Regions from separate parts of the Rattus norvegicus genome. Here region 2 is linked to region 1. The links are chromatin contacts, called in public Hi-C maps. All regions are on one chromosome and are shown on one strand. The core of a region is the stretch at or near the end of the contact, and the rest is flanking DNA. Distances in the headings are between cores, read along the strand shown.

Evidence for each region. Hi-C and Micro-C count contacts between places; a contact is called where the count stands out from the background.
Region 2: a Hi-C map of liver shows a contact between it and region 1, with 2.6 times the contacts expected there. The contact joins the promoter of Acads here to the promoter of Rnf10 in region 1. A contact is called at or near these places in 3 of 12 Hi-C or Micro-C datasets (hepatocytes and liver).

The regions. Positions count from the first base shown.
Region 1 is chr12:46,998,357-47,004,619 of GRCr8, forward strand. It overlaps Rnf10 (ring finger protein 10), which reads left to right and starts at 4,053. Exons shown (of 17, transcript NM_001415782.1): 1 at 4,053-4,666. The coding sequence starts at 4,510.
Region 2 is chr12:47,151,116-47,157,378 of GRCr8, forward strand. It overlaps Acads (acyl-CoA dehydrogenase short chain), which reads left to right and starts at 3,218. Exons shown (of 10, transcript NM_022512.2): 1 at 3,218-3,295; 2 at 4,852-5,015. The coding sequence starts at 3,244. Unc119b (unc-119 lipid binding chaperone B) reads left to right here. Exons shown (of 5, transcript NM_001105934.1): 5 at 1-1,000.

The sequences.
Region 1 (6,263 bases), core at 2,803-5,302:
GTAGGCAAGAACTGACTCCTACAAGTTATCCTCTAACTGTACATGTGAACCATAGCATGCACACACACACACACACACACACACACACACACACACGGAGGGGGAGCAGGGGAGGAAATAAATAAATGCAGCATTCAGGAGACACACATGTAGTTGGATCTTTGTATTTCTGAGACCAGACTGGTTCTATATTGAGTTCCAGGCCAGCCAGGACTAAAAAGTGAGATCCTGTCAAAAACAAACTCCTTAGTTTAGGGGCCGGTGATAATGAAGGAATAAAGTTTAAAATTAAAATCTATAGCTAGGCAGAGGGAGACAGGAAAGGGTAGGCCTGAACATGCCTAGACAAGCCTGAGAAAGGGCTGCTAAGTCATCAACAAAATAGCTGACCATAAAGGATAAACAAAACTCCACAAAGCTACTGACCATCTGGAGCCACCCATTCTCCCCTTCCTCCCACCCCTCTGAGGTTAACTTGACCGCCTGCTAACCAAAATAAACTATCCTACCACGTCGCTGGAATGTTAAAATACACATACTACTTGCTGATGCAATCTCGAGCCAAAATTAGCCACCACTGTTTGAAACAGCCAATTGTGTGTGACCGTGCCAAACCCCTTAGTTTTCCCCCTAGCTTTCCCTATATAAACCCCTGACTTTTGAGTTTCGGGTCAACTCCTCTGTCTCCTGGGAGAGACACACGTGTCGGCCCGGAGCTTCGTTATAATAAACTGCCTCTTGCTTTTACATCAAGCCAGTCTCTCATGTTTCCTGAGGCGCGCCATCCTGAGACTCGAGCTAGGTTCTTTCAATAAAAGGAAAAGTGTCGCTCAGGACCCCCAAGACCAAGTTCTCAGTATAAAGGAGATTTCTTTGCCCCAGAGGGACAGAGGGCAGGGATAAGGGACAAAGAAGGCGATGGAGGACGAGGGAGAAGGGGAAGGAAACAAGGGAGAGGGGAGAAAGGGGCAAGGGAGAGCGGGAGGTGCATTTGTCAAGGAGGACAAAGGACTGCCTTTGGATAGAGAGGAGACTGACAAGGCACGTAGGAAAATAGCAGTTAATAAAGGTAAAAAGGGAAACCCGTGTTAGGTGAGGTGTTTAAGTGGGGGTGTTAATTAGGTGAGCCAAGGCAGCTTCTGCTTTTTTTTTTTTTTTTTAACCTCAATACTTTGACAGCTGGACCTTGTTAGTCAGCCTTAGGAAGAGGAAGTGGCCAAAGAAGGGAACAGACCCTGGGGGCTGGCTTTATGGAGGTAATCTAATGGTTTTTAGCAAGGCAGAGGGAATGGGGAAGGCAAGGCCTGCCAGAGCCAAGGTCATCAGACCTACAAGGGTCCATTCAGGGGAGATAGCTCTGCAATTAAGAGCACTGGCTGTTCTTCCAGAGAACGTGTGTTCAATTCCCAGCACCTGTATGGTGACTTAATTCCAGTGCCAGGGTATCCAATGCCCTCTGGTATCTAGAGACACCAGGCACACACATACTAGCTGGTAAAACACACCTATACACATAAAAATAAAATAAGCAAAAAACTGAAAAGTTATACTTTTTTAAAAGATTTATTTATTATTTATATGAATACACTGTCACTGTCTGCAGACGCACCAGAAGAGGGCATCGGATCTCATTACAGATGGTTGTGAGCCACCATGTGGTTGCTGGTAATTGAAATCTTGACCTCTGGAAGAGCAGTCAGTGCTCTTAACCGCTGAGCCATCTCTCCAGCCCAGTTAGACTTTTTTAAAAAAGATGCATTTACTTATTTTATGCATATAAGTATACTGTCATTGTCTTCAGACACATCAGAAGAGGGCATCAGATCTCTTTACAGATGGTTGTGAGCCACCATGTGGTTGCTGGTAATTGAACTCCGGACCTCTGGAAGAGCAGTCAGTTTTTTTTTTTTTTTTTTTCCTTTTCTTTTCTTTTTTTTCGGAGCTGGGGACCAAACCCAGGGCCTTGTGCTTGCTAGGCAAGCGCTCTACCACTGAGCTAAATCACCAACCCGCAGTCAGTGTTCTCTCCATCTCTCCAACACACACTGCACCCCCCCCCCCCAGTATACTTCTATGGCCCTCCATGTCACTTTAAACTGTGATTCCTTTCATATTAAATATCTCGTACACTATATGATAGTAAGGAACCAAATAAGAGTCTGATTCCTCTTCCTTTCTTGCTCCCCAGCCTCCTTAGTGGCTGATCTTGGTTGGGGACTGTCCTGCACCTAAGGCAAGAAGATGGTAGTCGAAAAGAAGATGAAAAAGTCCATCAACTCTAGGCTCCAGCTTGTTATGAACAGTGCAAAGTGCGTGCTGGGGCACAGACTCTGAATATGATCAGACAAGGCAAAGCGAAGTTGGTTATCCTCGCAACAACTGACCAGCTTTGGGGAAGTCTGAAATAGAGTACTATGCCATGTTGGTGAAAATGGGTGCCCGTAACTATAGTGGCAATACTATTTTTTTTTTCTTTTTTTCGGAGCTGGGGACCGAACCCAGGGCCTTGTGCTTGCTAGGCAAGTGCTCTACCGCTGAGCTAAATCCCCAACCCCATGGCAATACTATTGAATTGGGCACAGCCTATGGAAAACACTACAGAGTATGCACCCTGGCTGTCCTTGACCCAGATGATCCTGATGTTATTAGAGGCGTGTCAGGACGCCTGCATCTGCCTCCTTAGTGCTGAGATTAAAGATGTGCACCACCAGCAGCCGCTCCTGTCTCTGTTTCTTGAGTGTTAGGACTACAGGCATGAGCTACTCTGGATCTTGTACACACATAGTTGCTAAACTTCCCCTCATCAGCTGAGGTAATAGTTCAGAGGTAGAAAACTAGATTGTGAGCATGGAGCTCTGTATTTGACCCCTAACTTCATTTAAAAAAAAAATTCCACTCGTCCTGTGCGTGTCACATGGCAGCATTTCTTTCTTTCTTTTTTTAAGAGTTATTTATTTATTTATTTTATGTGAGTACACACCCCAGAAGAGAGAATTGGATCCATTACAGATGGTTGTGAGCCACCATGTGGTTGCTGGGAATTGAACTCAGGACCTCTGGATGAGCAGTCGGTACTCTTAACCACTGAGCCGTACTTCCAGCCCCCACTGAGCCGTACCTCCAGCCCGGCAGCATTTCTAAGAAGTCTTCCCTTATCCCTCACAAGCACAGATGCTCTTCTGTTGAAACCTCTGCTTGGCTGGCATCTCCTTACTTTAAGTGTATTTTGTTGTTCCTCTCTTTTTGGTGTTTCGAATGTTGCTTTTTTTCTTATTTTTACATATGAATGTGGCATGCATGTATGAATGTATGAAAAATTTCACAGGTATGCACACGTGTATATGGAATTCCGAGGGTGACATTGGTTGTTTTCCTCCATGACTCTCCACATTCTTCACTGAATCAGGGTCTCTAGATAGACTCACCATTTCAGCTAGTCTGGCTAGACAGTTTGCTCCGGGAATTTCCTTAGTTGTTTCCTGTGCACTGGAATTGCAGGTGGGCCATCATCACACTCCACTTGGCTTTCTTTTTTTTTTTTTTTTTTTTTTGGTTCTTTTTTTCGGAGCTGGGGACCGAACCCAGGGCCTTGCGCTTCTTAAGCAAGCGCTCTACCACTGAGCTAAATCCCCAACCCCTCCACTTGGCTTTCTATGGGTGTTTTGTCTGTGTATATGTCTGCGCGGCCTGTCTGCTTGGTTTCCTAAGATGCCAGACACCCACACATCTTTTTTTTTTTTTTTTTTTTTTTAAAGAAAATCCCAGCCCTGGAGAGGCAGAGATCGGAAGATCTGTGAACTGGAAGCCAGACTGTTCCACACCAGGAGTTCTGGTCCAGTTAGCACTAAATAATGAAACATTGTCTCAAAACGAAGGACCGCAGGAGGAAGCGGGAAGCGGAGAAGAAACCGGGAAAAGGCAAGAGAGGAAAAGCATTGGCAGGAACAAGCGGTACCCGGCTAGGACCCGGATGTAGGTGAAAACTACACATCCCAGAATGCATCGCGTCCACTTGGCAACTATATAAATAGTCCATCCGGGTTCTTGGAGATGCTGTTTGGCGACTCGTCGCCATTCCCGGAGCAGCTCGGCCTCGGCCCAGAGGCGAGTGTCGGTCGCTGTGTCGGAGACCCCGGTCCCCGGCACCGAGACAACCAGCCCTCTCTCCTGCCCCGCGGCGGGAGAGCGTGTCCGGCCGGCCGGCGGGGCTCGCGACCCTCCCGCGCCTCCCCTTTCCCCTCAGCCTCCGCCCCGCCAGGCCCGGCCCGGACCTCCGAGCCCCGGCCTCCTCCTCCTCCTCTTCGGTCACCGCCGCCTCTGGGCCCCACAGCCCCACCTGCCGCTTCTCCTTCCATTTTGAGAAGCTGAGGAAGGAAACAAGGAAAAATGTCGCCATGAAGGCCGAGAACCGCTGCCGCCGCCGACCCCCGCCGGCCCTGAACGCCATGAGCCTGGGTCCCCGCCGCGCCCGCTCCGCTCCGACCGCCGTCGCCGCCGAGGCCCCCTTTGATGCCGCAGAGCTCCCCCAGCACCGCCGCCACCGCCTCCGACATGGACAAGAACAGCGGCTCCAACAGCTCCTCCGCCTCCTCGGGCAGCAGCAAAGGGCAACAGCCGCCCCGCTCCGCCTCGGCGGGGCCGGCCGGCGAGTCTAAACCCAAGAGCGGTAAGAGCCGGCGGGTCTGCTGGGTTACTCGGGAGTTGGGAGTGGGAAATGACCCACCTTCCGCTTGCACTGACATATCCAGTATTTACGGGTTAAGCAGATATGCGCGGCTTGGTTAATTTGGGCCCTTGCATTCATATTCAAAACAGCTGGTTGAAGTCGGCGCTATTCTTAGCCCCATTTTGCAGATGAGGAATCTGAGATTTGGAAGGGTTAAGGTCATCCAGGTGACAAGCACCTCGCGGCAGGCCTCAAGGCCTGGTTTGTGTGACTCATCGGTCCAAGCTCTAAAACAATTTGACTTTGTGTTGGGTTAGCATTGGGTAACATTCAAGTTTAAGTAAGACAGGGTGAGGCCGGAGGGTTTTTCGGGTTTAAATCTGGCACCAGGTCTGCCCCTCTGTCTAAGAGGACACATCTTGTGATGGCGTTGTTCGACGTGATGGTACAGTATGCAGACCCTGCATTTTAGGTCCAGTCCTTGCGTTTGCCTTCTGTAAAAGAGGTAATGTATACTATTGAGTGAATGTGATTGAATGAGTTAAGGGCTTAGACTGCTAGACAACTATTTGCCTAAATATGAGGTGTATTTGTGTGTGGCAGTTTCTAGGGGTTTGGCTCTTACGGGGTGTGTGTGTGTGTGTGTGTGTGTGTGTGTGTGTGTGTGTGAGAGAGAGAGAGAGAGAGAGAGAGAGAGAGAGAGAGAGATGTGTGTAGTCAGGCTTCTTAGTATTACTGTAAAGAGAGAGATGTGTGTAGTCAGGCTTCTTAGTATTACTGTAACATAGTAATAACTACCACTTACTGATCATGCACAAAGAAGAGGGGTAGGCTTTTATGCCTGATATTATTACTCTAATCATTTATCCTGTTTAGCTAGGAGTTGTTCCTTCTCAGAGAATAAACTAAGAGATGGCAGAATCCCGAGTCTAGCATTCTCTATCTTGTCCCAGCGCTTTGTGCAAATCTTTGTTCTCTTTTATACTTTTACTGACTTGGCAGTAATAGCAGTGTAGGGTTTTTGTTTGTGTATTTTTTTTTTTTTTTTTTGGTTCTTTTTTTCAGAGCTGGGGACCGAACCGTGCTTCCTAGGCAAGCACTCTACCACTGAGCTAAATCCCCAACCCCTTGTTTGTGTATTTTTGAGACTGTAATTTTTTTTTTTTTTTTAAATCTTTAGGTTTTCCGAGACAGGGTTTCTCTTCGTATCCTTGGCTGTCCTGGAACTCGCTTTGTAGTCTAGGCTGACCTGGAACCCAGAGATACCTTGTCTCTGCCTCCACAATCTCAGATAGCACTAGGTTTTCAGATTGTAGTTTAGTTACAGTGCCCCTCCCCCCCTCCCTCCAGAGCTTCCTGTATAACCTTCCCCTCCTCTCCTTCAAATTCCTGTCCTCTTTTCACATATATGCATGCATGCGTATATACATGTCAACAAACATATATATGCGGGATATGTATATCGTATCAATGAGCATGAACATGGGGGAGGAGCCTAGGAAGTCTCAACGCTACACAGAAGAACTTCAGGCAGCTTAGTAAAGCTGAGAGGAGGTCTTCCCCAGGGAAGAGTATACCAGTTGGTTTCCCAGTGCCA
Region 2 (6,263 bases), core at 1,968-4,467, 150 kb after region 1:
GGATGTGCTTCCTGGGGCTGCGTGAGCTTTGCTCAGTGGAGCGCAGCCTGGGCTGCTCCTGTTTCCTGGCACTGTTTCCTGCCCGTCGTGCTGGCTTTTACTTGGAGAGTCCCGGGTGGAGGAGCTGGGCACACTGGCTTGAGACGGGTGGCAGCCTCTTGCTCACCAGCCTGTTCTCAGTGAGCGCACACTGAGGCCGGTGCTCAGTCAGCCTGCTAGGATGGAGCAGTCTCCTTAGCTCCTGAAGGGCCAGGAATCCCTGTCTGGCTGCGAACGGATGCATCTGCTCTTTGCTAGAGAGTTTGAAATCCCGGCTTTTGTGCCTGACTTGAGGAAACTGGAAGTCCTCTTGGTGAACGACTGACAGCAGAGGCATGTGCAGGAGCCCCAGTGGTTAGAGCAGCTTCCTGTGACACCGAGGGAGACAGAGTCAGTGCTGGGGGCGCATGCCCCTTGCCCAGAGCAGCCCCAGGGGACCTCCCCGCAGCTGGGCAGAAGCCCCCCTGGTACGAGGCAGGTTCTGCTTGGTCTCTATCCTTGGCCTATGCCTTGGGGCCAAGCTGCCTAAACCATGAACACAGGAGTAAAGATAGCCAGTACCTGGGCTGGTGTCAGCTGTTGTCTCAGCTCAGCTCAGCACTGTCTCGTACGAACCTTCTGAAGCTTCTCTAGGCTCTGGGCATCTGATTCCCAGTTCCTGGGGACAGCACCTTGTTGTGTCCGGGATGGGCCATAGACTCAGATTCTGAAAACATCCACATTCCGTGTCCAGAGCATCATAGCCAGGGAGTCTGGAAGAGGTGGGCTCACCCTTGTTTCATAAAGGATCATGTGGTGATGTCCCTCGAGTTGTGAAAGTCTATTTTCCCTGTAAATCTATTTTTCACAGAATTTTAGAAACATCTCTGTCCTTAAAATCCTCATTTCAAAAACCTAGGTGATTCTATTTGTATGAGATGCTATTTTACCACCAGAGACGGTAATAAAGATTTTTCACAATATCCTCACTCTCTCTTGCTTCTTGATTGGGCCTTTGGGGACTTGGGAGGTGGGTGGGGTCCCAGTCCCTTCAATCGGCTGCTGCATTTCTGTTGACTTGGGTGTCACTGGTTTATAAGAGGGGAATTTGAACTGAGAGCCACCAGTTTCTTTTTAAAGTTTTTCTGGTGTAGGTTTTAGGCAGGGACTTCGAGTTAATGGGACAGAGGGAGGGATGGCTCTGTAAGGGCACTGACTGCTCTTCAGTAGACCTGGGCTCTGTTCCCAGCCCTAACGAGGCTTCCTGCTGTGTGTGATGACACAATGACCTCGCTTATCTGTACATCTTTGAGCCGAGCATGATGTCAACACATCTTTAATTTAGCTCTTGGCAGGCAGAGGCAGGTCAGTCTCCCAGGCCAGCCTGGTTTACCATTTCAGGGCAGCCAAGGCCACATTGTGAGACCCCACCTCAAAAGACAAGGCTGGCCAGGCAGTGGAGGCCTGTACTTGTAATTATTGGGGGGGGGATTCCTTCACCCCCTTTGCTTTGCTCCCAAATAACTGCATGGCGTTCCCAATAAAGGCACAGAGACCTGTATTGTTTTTGTTTTTGTTTTGTTTATTATTAACAAGCTACAAGCCTAAACTGGGCAGGTGTCTTTTTTTTAAAGATTTATTTATGAGTACACTGTAGGTAACTGTCTTTCAGACACAGCACAAGCGGGCATCAGATCCCATTACAGATGGTTGTGAGCCACCATGTGGTTGCTGGGAATTGAACTCAGGACCTCTGGAAGAGCAGTCAGTGCTCTTAATCGCTGAGCCATCTCTCCAGCCTGGCTTTTTTTTTTTTTTTTAAATGGCAGTTCCAGAGTTCCGGGATGGGGGAGGAATGAAGGAATGGGAACATTTGCAATCTAAACTATCACGCCACACCTTTACCTCAGTTTTCTAGGCACGGGTGGGGGATGTAGTAAGACTTTCAGTGCACAGGTCAGTGGTGGGATATGTGGAAACCAGGAGGGCATGAAGGTCAGACCCTGTGAGCTAAATCACACTGACAGTCTCTAGGACAGAGGAAGTTGTTCTTAGGGTGCTAGGACTCAACCCTTGTCATTAATGGGCGGTATCCCTACCCCCAACGGGGCTCTGCTCCCCAGCTAGGAGGTGTGTGAGACAGTAGTTCTGTTTCATATTCACATCTCAGGGCTGTAGGGATCTTCCTGCCAGGCATCCCCATGCAATGAGCCTAGATACTGAGACATCCAGCCCTTTTGGGATCATCAAATAGTGGGAGAGATGAATAGTAAAAAAAAAAAAAAAAAAAAAAAAGACTGGAGAGATGGCTCAGCGGTTAAGAGCACTGACTGCTCTTCCAGAGGTCCTGAGTTCGATTCCCAGAAACCACATGGTGGCTCACAACCATCTGTAAAGGGATCCGATGCCCTCTTCTGGTCTGAAGACAGCTGCAGTGTACTTGTATACATAAAATAAATAAATCTTTAAAAAAAAATTCCCAGGGCGAAGTATAAGTAGAAGGGTGGATGGATGTAAATAGCTGCCTACCTTGTGTGACCGGAGCCAGGGATTACGCTCTCACGCTGTCACGATGCAGAAGTGAGTGGGCGGGCAGGGGTAGGTATTAGCTCTTTTCTTCTCTCCCTAAAACTGAACCCAATGCCTTATGTCTGCTAGGCAGGGCCTCAACCGATGAACTATGTTCCTCACGCCCTCTTTATACTTTTATTTTGAAGTAAGATACAGGGATACTTTGAACTTGCAAAATCCTCCTGCCTCAGGCTCAGGTGTCACTAGAATTACAAGTTTGCGCGCGCTCTCTCTCTCTCTCTCTCTCTCTCTCTCTCTCTCTCTCTCTCTCTCTCTCTCTCTCTCTCTCTCTCTCTCCCGAGGATGACTGGTTGTTTGCTTTTATTTTTGTGCCTCTGCGTTGTCAGCAGCTTTACCAGAGATGAGAGCAGGAGAACGAGCTGACAAACTTTGTAGTCCCCCGACTGGCAGGAGTGTTAATTCCTGCGAAAGTCTGAAGCCCCAACCCTAGGACGCTTAGCCAGTCTCAGGCCTCGCCCCTCCGGTCAGGTGGGCGTGGCCCAGGATTGGCTCTCGCCCCTCCTCTCCCGCGCCGTGGGCATGGCCCCCGCTTTTCTTCGGCCCCGCCCCTGCAGCAAGTGGGCGTGGCCCAGGCCCTGCCCCTGCCATCCGGAACTCTAGAGCTGCTTCAGGAGGTCCCGGAGGTCTGTGCCCATGGCCATGGCCGCTGCGTTGCTCGCCCGGGCCGGTGGCTCTCTCGGCAGAGGTGAGTACGCCCGCAGAGCCTCAGGACCGGTCACAGGGCGGAGATCCTGACGGCGGGTCCTCCTATGACTACGGGCGGACGAGCGGCAGCACCCCTGCGGCTGCGCGCGGCCTTTGTCCTAGTTCGGTAGCCTCTGGCTAATGCAGGCACTGCAGGGATCCGGGCTCCTGCTCTGCTTCCTTCCAGTGGGACCCCCATCGCCAACTCCCCTTTACGGTCCCGCTATCCACACCCCTAACCCCATTTCAGCTCCAGCTAAAGTTCTGGGGGAGTTGGCCCTCCATTGCGGGGGTGGGGGTGGGGGGCTGGCATTGAACTCCGACCTGTGACCTTGGACGTGACTCTCAACCTCTCCGCACCGAGTGGTCCAAGTGTGCACTGGTTCCATCCCCAGAGCTATATTAAAATCACAGGACGCGTCCTGGTTGGCCTCTATCATGTGTTTCCATAATGTTAGCATTTGGTTATGTTTTATAGTGTTTTGGGTCGTCTGTAGCAGTCCTGACACTATCACCCCTTAACAATTAGACGGGTTGATTTAACCGTCTAATTGTTAAGGGGTGTTAAATCAACCGTTAGTACTTCTTTAATCCTTCCACACCCTGGAGGTCACATTTTATAGAACTCCAGACCCAGCGAAACTTAAAACTTAAAACCCATTTCCGAGGTGTCCTAAATGGGATCATATTGAGGATTGGTGTGTTTAACAAGCAATTAAGCACTCAGTTAGCCTGGGGCTTTTCCGTGACAGCCCTATTAGCGTTGTATCCATAAAGTGTTTTTTTCTTTGACACTGGGGGTGGGGGTGGGGAGTAGTGCTCTATTTTTTTCTTTCTTTTTTTATTTATTTATTTATTTATTTATTTATTTATTTATTTACATAAGTACAGTGTACCTGCCTTCAGGCACACCAGAAGAGGGATCAGATCCCATTACAGATGGTTGTGAGCCACCATGTGGCTGCTGGGAATTGAACTCAGGAGGACCTCTAGGAAGAACAGTCAGTGCTCTTAACAGCTGAGCCATCTCTCCAGCCCTATTTTTTTCTTCTTAAACGTTTATTTTTATTTTATGTGTGTGAATGTTTTGCCTGCACGTGTGCTTGCGTAAGCGCACCATGTCCCACAGAGGCCAGAAGAGCGTATTGGATCCCCTGGAACTTTAGTTACAGACAATTGTGAGCCACCCTATAGGCTGCTCCTGGTTTCTCTGAAAGAGCAGCAGGTGCTCTTAGCTGCCGGCCCTCACCCCAGACGCTGAGATGAATGAAGTCTTGACATGTTGCATAGGCTAGCCTGAACTCCAGGCTCAAATCATCCCCTACCTCAACGTTTGCTGTGATTACAGAAGACCTGAGTTCAGATCCCAGCACCCATGTTGGGTAATTCATAATCCCCTGTCACTCCAGGTCCAGGGGATCTGACCCCTCTCCTGGCCTGTGTGGGCACCTGCATGCATGGGTACACATATAAACACAGATACACAGACACATAAAGAGAAACGAGTCTTAAGATCTTTCGAAATGTCCTTCCCTAACTCCAACCCTTATCTGATAGCTCTCCGCGCTCGAGATTGGCGAAGATTACATACTGTTTACCAGTCTGTGGAACTACCTGAGACACATCAGATGTTGCGCCAGACATGCCGGGACTTTGCTGAGAAGGAGCTGGTCCCCATCGCTGCCCAGCTGGACAAGGAACATCTCTTCCCCACATCGCAGGTGAGAACAGCAGCCTCCACAGCTCATGGTGGCGGCAGCCAGAGGCACCAGCGTCTCGGGCAGGAGGCTCACATCATGCTCTGAATGCTCGATTTGTTCAGCAGCCTGCCCCTTGCCAAGATTTGCAAACTTTTAAAGAAAATGTATTTGTGAATTTAGTGCGTATATGTGTGCCTGTTTGTCTGTCTGCATGTGATGTGCATAGAATGCCTGTCAAGGCAAGGAGAGAGCATCCTATGTCCTGAAGAGGAAGTTACAAGCAGTTGTGGGCCGCCGTGTGGGTGCTAGGAATTGAACCCTGATCCTCTGCACAAGCACCAAGTGTTCTTAACCTCCGAGCCATCTCTCCAGCCATTTTGTTTTTTTTTTTTTTTTTTTTTTTGGTTCTTTTTTTCGGAGCTGGGGACCGAACCCAGGGCAAGTGCTTTACCGCTGAGCTAAATCCCCAACCCCGCCATTTTGTTTTCTTGAGACAGGGTCTCAGTATGTAGCCCTGACTGTCCTGGAGGTTTTGCTGTGTAGATCAGACTGGCCTCAGACACACAGAACTCTCTCTCCCTTGCTGTTGCCTCTTGTGTATTGACAAAGACCCATCCTACCACTCCTGGCACGACAGGCCTCTTTTAATAATGAGGTCGTTTTCTTTTTTTTTTTGGTTCTTTTTTTTTTTTTTTTTTTTCAGAGCTGGGGACCGAACCCAGGGCCTTGCGCTTCCTAGGTAAGCGCTCTACCACTGAGCTAAATCCCCAGCCCCATGAGGTCGTTTTCTTAAACTGTTATCATCACTAGTGTGTGTATGAGTGTGTATGTATGTGAGTGTGTGTATGTATGTGTGTATGAGTGTGTATGTGGGTGTGTGTATGTGTGTGGGTGAGTGTGTGTATATGAGTGTGAGTGTGTGTGAGTGTGTGTGAGTGTGTGTGTGTGAGTATGTGTGTATATGAGTGTGAGTGTATATGAGTGTGTGAGAGTGTGTATGTGTGTGCATGAGTGTGTGTGAGTGTGTGTGAGAGTGTGTGTGAGTGTGTATATGTGTGTGTCTGTGTGTGTGTGAGTGTGAGTAGAGTGTGTGTATATGTGTGAGTGTGTGTGTGCGTGTGATATGCGGATTCCCTCCCTTCACCTCTACATGGGTTTGAGGGTCAGCCTCGGGTCATCAGGCTTGGCAGGTGCACCACTTCCTGGGCCAGCTCCTGTGGTTGCCTTTTTTCAGTTTGGTTTTATTTATGTGTATGTGTGTCTGAGAGA